2 separate regions of the Anas platyrhynchos genome follow, and region 2 is linked to region 1. The links are chromatin contacts, called in public Hi-C maps. All regions are on one chromosome and are shown on one strand. Each heading gives the region's core, a stretch centred on a gene start, on an enhancer-like site or on the middle of the called end of the contact. The rest is flanking DNA. Distances are from core to core; before and after follow the strand shown.

The links. Hi-C and Micro-C count contacts between places; a contact is called where the count stands out from the background.
Region 2: a contact with region 1 is called in a Hi-C map of subcutaneous adipose tissue, with 2.9 times the contacts expected there. The contact joins the promoter of CHSY1 here to the promoter of ASB7 in region 1. A contact is called at or near these places in 3 of 8 Hi-C or Micro-C datasets (liver, skeletal muscle and subcutaneous adipose tissue).

The regions. Positions count from the first base shown.
Region 1 is chr11:21,774,725-21,780,173 of IASCAAS_PekinDuck_T2T, forward strand. ASB7 (ankyrin repeat and SOCS box containing 7) reads left to right here and starts at 4,143. Exons shown (of 6, transcript XM_027465765.3): 1 at 4,143-4,275; 2 at 5,140-5,304. It overlaps LINS1 (lines homolog 1), which reads right to left and starts at 4,005. Exons shown (of 10, transcript XM_038184955.2): 1 at 3,846-4,005; 2 at 530-1,023; 3 at 326-415. The coding sequence starts at 934. It overlaps LOC140003374 (a long non-coding RNA gene), which reads left to right. Exons shown (of 3, transcript XR_011811879.1): 3 at 681-804.
Region 2 is chr11:22,056,000-22,061,571 of IASCAAS_PekinDuck_T2T, forward strand. It overlaps CHSY1 (chondroitin sulfate synthase 1), which reads right to left and starts at 2,471. Exons shown (of 3, transcript XM_038184984.2): 1 at 1,945-2,471. The coding sequence starts at 2,243.

The DNA.
Region 1 (5,449 bases), core at 2,893-5,392:
TATCGAACAAGAAAATACAGAAATGTATTTGATTAACTTTCAATAGGTTGTTACTTATTTTCACCTACTGCATCATGCAACAAACCTCAACTAACTCTACACATATTGATAGTGTAGTTTATTGTTTTTTGGAAATACCTGTATTGCAAGCTTAAAGAGAGTACTTCTTGTGACTTAGAGATACTTTATGCTAAAGTTGTTTCATGAAATTTCAGATTTTTCTGTGTCTTCTGCAAATCAGTTTGCTCTAGAGTAAATGGAACAACTTGAAGGGATGTATTCACAAAGTCATTTTTTAAGCTGTGAGAAGTTATATGACACTCACCTCTTCCTTCAGCTGGAAATACACAAGAGATGCTAAACTTTTTGAAGCCATGTGTGATAATAGCCAATCACAACTACTGAGCAAACAAATCTGCAGATGTAAAAAAAAAAAAAAAAACACAAAACAAAACACAAAAAACACATTAAGTAATATTCCTTTTTCCCCCCTTCTGCAAAGATCTTTCAAAAGTTTATAAAAGCTTACCAATTTCGAACTGATTTTTGGCTCCTTCAGAAGAAGGATGAGGATTTCACAGTACTTCTGTCTTGTACTGAATTCAGTTTCCTCAGATACTGCTTTATCAACCAGCATTTTGATCAAGGTTAACTGAAGCAGCATCACTTCTCTTGGACAGGATGAGAAATTCATGTTTGCTAAGTCACGCGATACATCATCTGCTGTAGACCCAACAGTGTCTGAAATAGCGTCCTGATGGCTCCTAATACCACCCTCAGTAGATGGTAGATGCATTCGATCACACGATTCATCTCCTTCTGGTGACTGCTCAATACACAGAGTAAGAAAAGAGGCATAATAACGGTTTTCCTTTGCTAATGGAATTCCTGCCAGTATGTCTTTGTACATCTGCTGTAGCAAAGACATCTTCATTATGAGAACACTCAATATTTTGGGGGAAGTCGTATATCTTCACGGATTATTTCTGATCACTGCAAATCAGCTTTGAAGTTATTTTCATCCTGTAAGAGAAATTGACACATTATTAGATGCTTCTCTTCTAAGTTACCTAGAAATAAATATTTTACTATTACTGAACTTAATAGGTAGCCATAAAGAAACTTCTGAAAGCTATGAGAACTTCAGTCAAATCTTTCTACCTTCACATTGCTAGATTTACCAACAACTCACTTCCTTTGTGACAGATCGCTCCAAAAACAGGCATAAAGTTTCAGCTGAGCTTTTTCACCTGAACCAGCAATGTTTATTTCTCCACTAAGGCTGGACAGAACAACATCTACCAAAAAATATGTAAAACAAAGCACAAGTCTTCTATTCTGTTGCACATAGGCTCAAGGTAAGCAGTGTGAATATACACCAGGGGAGAACCAAGCTCCTAATTTTGTAAGGAGGACCACAGAATTCATTTACCTCTAAATGTGCAGAATTCTTATTCTGAGCACATAAATCTTGTAACCCAAACCTGGCTCTTAGATAATGCAAAGGATAAACTCTTCTGGTTGATCCTGTGACCAGAAGACTGGTCTCAAGGGCACAGTGGCTGAAAAGTTCAAAACAAAAATTTACTTAAAGTGTAAAAGGCCTTGGGAGCCAATAAAAGTATTTAACCACACTCAGAAAAGATTTTTTAAAAAATCTTTATCACAAAGTCAATGGAACATTTCTTAAAATCACTACACTGGAACATTCAGTACAGCTTTAAAAGAAAGGCTATTAAGAATTCAAATCCCTCTTCAAAGCCTGCGCAGCTAAGCATCTGCAAATTTCTAGTCATTATGCAAGCAAGGCAGGTATCAGATCTTCCCAGAAAACAAAACAGATATACTTAAGAACACCAGGGTTTCTTTTTCATTTATATTGAGAGTGATATTAGTCTGTATCACTTTTAACATGTTATCTAAGCAGAGCCCCTTTAATAAAAGAAACTCATTACCTTTTATCTGCTGTGAATTTAGGAGAGGGATTTATTTTCTTTATTGGAATTTGCTTTTGGGACTCCCTCTCTAAATCTGGCACAGTCAGCCAGGTAGGCTGCTGAAAGCCACCTGTCTCTAGCTGGCTTTTGCTTAAATATTATGCTTCCCACTTCTCACCAGAGGAAGAAAACAGCTCGGCCTCTTAACTGATAAAAGATCGGAAATATCTTCCCATCTATGTTTTCAGTTATACCAAAAATTATCATCACACCAAAAATAAGTTACTGGTTTTTAGGAGAATATTAGAAAACATAGAAACTACAAAATTCAGTATTCGAAAGGTGATTAATTTTCTAAGTTCTAATCTTTGTAGGTTTTTAGAATTACTAAACATTGACAATTACACCTTGCTTTGTACACAAAGTGATTCTGATCTTTTTTCTTTTTTTTAAACTACAGCTGAAGTACGCATTGAAGAAATGACTTCCCAAAGCTACAAAGTAGTGGTGGTAGAGCAGGACATGCCACGCAGACTGCTAACTACTGCCACAAGCGGCAGTCTTTCCTTTGCTGTAAATTCAAACCTAAAATTTGAAAATCACCAGATGCCTGCATTGCAGGGAGTCATCTGCAGTTCCCTCTGGTGGGGTATTTTGGAAGAGATATTCAGCAACGGCTGTCCGGACAGCTCCAAAGTGTCCCTCACCTCATCCACAGCAGACCTAAGAACCCTTTCCCCACCCCTTTCCCATATTCCACATTTTAGATTTTAAAAGCAGACTTTGTGCTTCATACAAACTCCTTCATCTGCAGAATCTACTTGGAATTCTCCTCAAGATAAAAATTTATGGCGTGAAACCTCATAAAATTTCTTCAGAAACCACTCTGAATATTTTATATAGCTATTGTTCCCATCCTTGAGTTTTATTTCTTCCTAAACGAACATCTAATAAAGTAAAATTATCTCAACACATTTACTTCTGCGTCCAAAATCAACCCAAATTATCACCCTTCATGGTAAATGAACAGATCTTTCGTGCACAAATTCATAAAATACTGCAAGGCTGTTAAAGGCGAGAGGGACTTGGAACTTTGCTGGGACGTGCGCTGTGAAATTTTACCTTCGCCACATGATATTGGCTGTGCTCTCCTTGATCCTACCGTGACATCAATATGAAAACCATTAATTTGCGGAGCTCTTTACAAAAACACCTGAAGATGGGAGAAAACGTCAGAGAGTGCCTAGATTTGGTTCTGACAGAAAGCACGGTGGAGAGCTCAACGCTGACGAGCACAGAGCTATCGTAGCCATAAAAAAACGACAAATTCCAACCCTTACTTGTATTATTTATTCGTTATTTAGACAGCATCTAAAAACTAATTACGATAAGGCCCCACAGTGCCAGTCTCTTGCATAAACATCAGGAAGTGCTTCTAAAGACCTCCTGTATAGACAAATCAGGCGACAGACAGGAAAGCTATAGAGAAAAAACCACTTTGCTATCTATTACTTTCATGACTTCAGCTGGACCACCACAAACCCCTCTAAATAATAAAATTTCCTCACAGAGGCCGCCAACGGCTGCTGCCCCCCCCCCCCCCCCCCTTCCCTCAGCCCTCAGCCCTCAGCCCTCAGCCCCCAGCCCCCGCCCGCCTCAGCCCCTCACCAAGCCCCGCCCCCCCTAAGCCCCGCCCACCCCCAAGCCCCGCCCCCTCTCTCCTCTCCCTCCCCCCCCCCCTCCCGGCAGCCCGCGGCCCCGCTTAGTCACCCCCAGGCCGCCCCGCGCACGGGGGTTCCCGCCCCGCCCCTCCCCGCTGCTAGGCAACCGTTGCCAGGTAACCACCGCGACTCACCCCCCCCTCCCCAAACACCCGGACGGGTCGCGGCAAGGCCCAAACCTCCTCACCCAAACCGCGCGAACGTCCGCGGCCGCCCCCCTTGCTCTTGTCGCAAAGCCCTCCCCCCTCCCCCCCCTCCCTCCCTCCTTTACGGCAAGGGGAGGGCAGCGGAGGAGGAGGGAGAGGGGGGGAAAAAAGGGGGCGGAGCCTCCGTCAGCCCGCCAACCAATCAAACGCGGCGGGCGGGGGCGGGCCCAGCGCGGCGCCTTCTGATTGGCGGAGCCGGGGGTCAGTCCCAGCCCGCTGACCCCGGCGCGCAGTGGCCCCGCTCCGCTCGGCCCCCGCCCGCGGCCGGCCCCGGCCCCGGCCCCGCCGCCTCCCCCCGGCCCCGCCGCTCCCCCCCCCTCCCCCTCCCCCCTCCCCTCTCCTCCCCCCTCTCCCCTCAGCGCCGCCGCCTCACGGAGCTCGCCGGGTGCCCGCCTCGGCGGCGGCAGGCAGGTAACGGCCGCGGGCGGCGTCCCGGCCGCCCCCCTTCTTGCCTCTTCTTCTTCCCCCCCCCTCGCCTCAGCCTCGGCCCGGGCCTTTTCGGCCTCCCCCGGGCCGTGTGGGGGCGCCGCTGCCTCAGGGAAGGGGGGGGCGGCGGGGCCTGTGCTGCTCCGCTGAGCCCCCGGGGGGGCTGGGCAGCGCCGTCAGGGCCCTGTGGTTATGGGGGGAGGGGGCAGGGTGCTGGGAACCCCCCCCAGTTCCTGAGGACCCCCCCCCTCTTGTCCCCGGGACCGTCTTCCCGGAACCGCTCTGCCCGGAGATACCCTGTCCCCGATCTCCCCTTTCATGGGGACCCCCCCTTATTGGGGGTCCCCCCCTCCAGGATCCCCCGGATACCCCTTTTCCCAGACCCCCCCCCCTCTCAGGGACCCCATTCCCGGATCGCTCCCCCCCCCCAAATACCCGTTCTTTCCCGGGGACCCCCCCTTTCCCAGGGACTCCCCCCTTCCCAAGCACCCCCCTTACCGGGGACCCCCCCTTCCCAACATCCCTTAACCAGACCCCCCCTCTCCTTCCCCACAACCTCCCTTCCCAAACACCCCCCTCCCAGATACACCACCCCCCTCAGACCCTCTCCACCAGCATCTTCCTGCCTCAGACCTTGCCGGGCACTTAGGGTCCTGCACCCCCCCCCCCACCCGGTGTCCCCACTCAGTGCCCTTCCTTCTCCCCAAGCTGCCGTCCCGACCCCGGTAACACACCCGTTCCTTCCTAATCCTCGCAGGCTCTTCCTGTTTCAACCTGGTGTCGCCTTGGTCTCGGTCTCTCTCCTGTCATTGCCTGGCTCAGGTCGGCTTTTATTTATTTCTTTTTTAGGTTTAAGCTGCCTTAAAGGAGAAATAAGAATCGTGACTCCAAAGAGCAAAATAAGACAGAAGAGAGAAAACGGCGCGCAAAAAATCCCCAGAAAGGTGATAATTCATGTAGACTTCTCAGAATCGTCCGAGACGCACGGTTTGCCTGGGTTTGGGGCCTCTCGTTGTAAGTGTTTTTCCACGGATCTGAATAGGTAGCATTAAATGCCTTTGTTCTCTCAAAACCTGCTTGCTATTGAGCTTCAGAAGTTTGAAAGCTCCGAGGCCCGTTTGAAGCACTCTTCCTCTTTTCTTTTTGTAAGTTTGTCATT
Region 2 (5,572 bases), core at 1,221-3,720, 280 kb after region 1:
CCTTTTAGCTCTGCCCGTCAATGGCCTTTGAGCCGCGGCAGCGCGGAGGCATTCAGCCCCTGAATCCCTAATTCCTTTCAGCGGTATCAAGGCCCTGCACACGCTGCCACCCCGGGAAAGCCTTGCGAGCAGCTTCCCGTTTGGCTCGCTGTGCCAGCGATTCAGCTCCCCAGGATGCTTTGTCAGTGTGGTAATCCCAGCGATTGTCTGCCCCAGCGCTTCATGGCAATCAAAAGCCATTTAGGATTTCAGGTTCGTCTTCCTCTTCCCCCTCCCCACCTTCCCCCGAAGATGCCTTCCTGTCACCAGGACATTAGCTCGTTTCTTTTGCCAGCAGCGGGGAGAAAAACGCCCTCAGCCCTACCGCAACGCTCCCAGCTCTCCCCATTCGGCCCTTCCCAGAGCTGACAGCCCCTCTGGAGGTTAAACCAAAAAGAGAAGCACAATAAAAAGTGATGCTCAGCCCTCCTTCCCGGGGCTGAAGGAGCCCGACCCGCCAAGCTGCATCTTTAACTGTTTTATTCGTGCACAGACGCTGCAGATCTGGCTCCGAGCTCTCCTGCAAGCACAGGCAAATCCAGGTGGGAGAGCCCTTCCCGCACCAGCACGGGAAAACATCCAGGACTAACACCCGTCTCCGGACAATGCCGCGATCACCGTCCTTTTGGGGATTCCTGCCCCAAAATCGGGTGGCTGCTAGACCGCTGGCTCTGCCACAGGACCTGGTAGGGGATGTCCCAGCGTGACTCCAGCCTTCCCCGATGTAAATGGGCATCGCAGGGCTCCTCGTGGGATTTGCAATCCAAAGCGCTCCATCCCACACGGGGAAGAAAAAGACAGAACCCTGAAGAAACGCATTCCTTCACCCCTTTCAAAGGATCCGTCACACGCCCTCTGTAACTTAATTACGGGTCTGCTGCCGAAAGAAGGCATTAAGTCTCCATTACGGCCCTCTTTGGTGCACAATACGCTGCGGATTGCCCAAATTAAGCAATTTGGCGGAGTTTTGGTGCTGATACCAAGAGCTGCCCCTTCCCAGGAGGAGACAGCCCCCGTCCATCGCGCCCTGCCCGGCCAGCGGGGCCACGCGTTGCCCAGCGGGGCAGGGAGGCGATGGAGAAACCTTTCCTCCAGCACAGGCACCGAGGGGATGTTTTAGGAGGCCAAGACCCACCCCGCAGCCCCTGTGGCCTGCTCGGAGCCGGGCTGACATTTTCAGCTCCCAACTCCTCCGGCCTCCCGGAGCGAGGGGCGTTATTTCGGCAGGGCCACGTCTCCGGCACGCCAGGCGCTGAGGCTGAGGGCTGAAGCCCCGTCCCTACACCATCACCTCCATCACCGGGGTCTGAGGCACACCGTCCAGGGCACAAATCATTCCCTAACCCCAGCACGGCCACCAGGAGAGGGTTCCTGAGCCGGCTCCACCTGGCACAGCTGCGAGCGGAGGCAGCGAGCGGCTTCCCCCTTTGTTCCCAGGCGCAGTTTGCTGGGGCTCCATCTCCTCGCCTGGACGCGGGGTTGTGGGGGGATTTTTTATCCAGCTCCCTATCCGGCAGCCCCCAAACTTTTATTTTTGAGCCTGTTATGTATTATTGTGGCTGGTTTCGGAATGGGAGATTGCTGCCTTCGGGAGGGAAGAAGCAATAGGTCTTTTTGGGAAGGGCAGCCGGCCTTGTGTGCGCTTCCACAGCTCCCCATTTGGGAAGGGGAGGGCGGCAGCTCTTTGCCCGTGCCGGGCACAGCGAGGCGAGGGTTTGGCCATCCCCAAACCCCTCAGCGACCACCACCACGGTCCCCCGAGACCAAAAACGGAGCCACCCCTCAACAACACGCCTGTCCGTCCATCCATCCTCAGTGCGCCCCATCCCAAGGTGGTGATGGCGGTGGGGGGGGGGGGGGAGCCCCTTTTCCCAAAACCTCCCCCACTTCGTCCCCTCTCCTCACCGGTGGGCAGCCACGGCGCGGCTCCTCAGGTACTTCTGCGCCGTCATCACCCCCACGAAGAGAAAGCTCCGAGCCTGCGGGCCGGGGCGGCGAGGCTGGGAGGCGGCAGCGACGGCGGCGGCGGCGGCAGCGGCGAGGGGAGGGGGCGGCGGGCGGCAGCCCAGCGGGCGGGCACGGCGGGGCCGAGCCGCCGCAGCCAGCTCGGAGGCTCGGGGCAGGACGAGCCGAGAGGCGAGCACGAAGCCCAGCACCAGCCCCAAGAGGACGCTGAGCCAGGCGCGGCGGCCGCGGCCCGCCATGCCCCCACAGCCCGGCTCCAAGCGACCCCGGAGCCGAGCGTGGTGGTGGTGGGGGGGGGGGCGGCTCTCCTCACAGCCCCTCCGCCACCACAGCCTCCACCGCCTCCTCCTCCTCCTCCTCCTCGGCCACCGCCGCCGCCGCCAGCCGCGCCGAGTCGCCCAGCGCCGCCATGGGGGGAAGGGGAAGGGACGGGAAGCGGAGGGAAGGGGGCGCCCGCCTCCCCTCCATCATCCCCTCCCCTCCCGGCCCCGGTCCTGCCCCTCGGCACAGGCGCCGTGTGCGGCCCCGCGGCCGCTGGCTCCGCCCGGGGTGGAGGGGGGACGCCCGCAGCCAGCCCCCCCCCTCCCGCTGAGGGGATGGGGGAGGGAAAGGGGGGAGCGGAGACCCCCGGGGTGGGGGCTGTGGGGGCACCAAGGAATGGGTAGTGGGGATTTGGGGGGTTTTGGGTGTGGGGTGGGAGCTGTGAGGTAAAAGAGAAGGATGGGACCCCGGGGGGTGCGGAGAACCCGGGGGTGAGGAGCTGTAGGGGCAGCAAGGGGTGGGCTGTGGGGATTTGGGGGGTTTTTGGGGTGTGGGGTGGGAGTTGTGAGGTAAAAGGGAGGAATGGGAACCTAGAGGGTGAGCAGCCCCGAGATACAAGGAGCTCCGGGTGCAGCAAGGGTTGGGTTGTGGGGATTTGGGGGGGTTTTGGGGTTTTTTTGGGGTGTGGGGTGGGAGTTGTGAGGTAAAAGACAGGGATGGGAAGCTGGGGGGTGCAGAGACCCCGGGGTGGGGGGGCTGTGGGGATTTGGGGGGGGGTTCGGGGGGTTTTTGGGTGTGGGGTGGGAGCTGGGAGGTAAAAGAGAGAGATGGGAAGCTGGGGGGTGTGGAGACCCCGGGATGTGAGGAGCCCCGGGGGCAGTAGGGGATGGGTTGTGGGGATTTGGGTTTTTTTTGGTTGTGGGGTGGGAGCTGTGAGGTAAAAGAGAAGAATGGGACCCCAGGGAGTGCTGTGGCTGAGGTGGCACTGTGGGTGCTCAGGGAGGGGAGTGCTGGGGCTGACACTTCAGCAGGACAGCCAGGGACAGGAATGCTCCATTGCCCCTTCTGCACCCTGATGGATTGAGCACAGGTAGCTCGTTATCCCCACACCACAAAACACCCCTGGGACACAGCCACGCGGCCCCGTCCCACAGCCAGGCCCTTGGTGTCGTCCCCTGGCCGTGTGTGGGGCCCCAGCCCTGGCTTCACCCTGTGCCATGTTGTTCATCTGCCTGGGAAGAGAAGGCCGGGGCAGTTCTCTTTTCCCACCTTGCTAATTAAAGCTAGCAGAAATAGGTCAGGCTGTTTCCATCCTAAGGCCGTAAGGACTGCTCGGCAGAGGGAAGGCAGGGTGAAGTGCTTCTCTTTAATCTGGCTGCACTAACTCCCCACGTGCGTTTCATCTGCAGAGTGCTTCGGCTTCAAACAGCCCCAAACCCTTGACATTTTCAAGCAAAAAAAGCCTGCAGTCTTCGCAGAACAAACGCAGCTGGCCCAGCCCACTGACCATCCACTTATCGGCGTGGTTCCTTCCACTTCCCCTGCAGTTCTGCATCTCCCGTTGCCAGCCTTTCCCTTTGCATCTTTTACCATTTCTTTATGTCATGGTCTCATCCATGGCAAGCTCAGAAAGTCTGTTATTGAGCAAGGGCCGTTGTGAAAGAAACCACTGTGCCAGCCTTCAGTGACACCAAGCTGGGCACATACGGTGGATTTTTACAATCTTCCTATAGCGTGTCACATTTCTGGGAAGCGTCAGGTAATACTGCAATCCGATGGTTTAATAAATGCTGATGTGTCTTGAAAAAAAACGCTTCTGCATGGTTTTATTGGCGCTCTGACGTCGCAAGGCTGATACTGAGGTCAGCACCGATGAACTCTGGCGATGTCAGGAGCAATGAATTACCTGAGTGCCATGACAATTGATGGCGTTAAACAAAAATAAAACAGAAATAGAAGCGGAGAAGAAATGCAAGCAAGCAAACAGAAAGGAGCAGGAGGTCTCCTTTCGGTTGCCAACAGGCAGAGCGCAGCAGGATCGCGTGAGATGTACGTTTATAGGAAGAGGAAGAAACAGACAAGAACTAAAAGGCAGAAGGCAGGGAGAGTGAAAAAAGGGCCAGACAGGAAGAGACGGGAGGCAGAGAAAAACTGGGGAAGGAGAGGAGGAGAAGCACTGCCTGGCGAACACCAGCCCAAAGGCAGGAGGGGTTTCTGAGGCTGACACGGTTTGCCTTCCAGAGTCGCAGAACGCGGGGAAAGGGTTAAAAATGCAGCACTAGCCTGGGTGCAGCAAACCTTTGCAGTTTCCCACCAGTCCTGCATTGCTGCCAGGCAGATAAGAGTGGTGAAGATCCCCCAGAAGGGCTCCTCAAAGGCTCGTCAAGCATCCTCGTGCCACTTGGAGCAGGGCTGCGCTGCCACCACTGCCACCGGCACAGAGCCCCGCGGGCTGGGGCTTGCCGGGAGCTTTGCTTTTGCTCCGACAAAGCCAGCACAGAGTTGTTCACCTGGAAACTTCATTTTGGGATCAGGGAGTGGGACCCAGCATCCACCTCAGTCCATTTCTGTTAAAATGATCCCAAACGAGTTATACCACGAAACCCCTTTGTGCTGGGCAGTGCTTCCCTTGCACAGGGGGAAATCCCCAAATCCCCACTCTGTCCCCACTACTGCAATCCCCTTCTGCCTCTCAGGATTATTGTTATTTCTGCTGTTTCCCTGATCCCTTTCCCCTCAGCCTGTGCCACTCCGGCTCCTTTACTTTCAAAAGCTTTTTTTGGTGAGGGGCCTCCCCAAACGCTGCTCCTCCCCTCTCCCCAAATAAGCCCGAATATCGGGTCCTAAAACTCAGCAAGCCGACAGATGTTGAAACTAAACTAAGGAGGCCTTTCCTCCTTTCCAAAAGAAGATGTGGCAAGTCCGTGAGCAGGAACAGGCTCACTCTCAACGTGCTCCAAATCAGCAGGAAAAATCTCCTGATTCAAGGGAAAGACACTGTGGCCTGCGAATTACAGGAAAAGGCAGAGCTGGTGTGGTTAAAAGGCCATAAAAAAAAAAAAAAAAAAAGAAGGGTTGGGGCTGAGGAGCTGTCAGCTGGCTCCTTCCCATGAAGAAAAAGAAGTTAGTCATCAGAACTGAAAGCTCCAGGCGACTTCAGCACACATGGAAACGATGAGGCGCGGGAGCTCGCAGAACCCAGGGGCCACACGGTGTTGGGAGCAGGCAGGGCAGTGTCGGGGACCCGGCTTTGTCCTCGCTGTTCTCCAGCTCCAGGACACTGCTGCACGTCCTGCAGCAGCCTGAC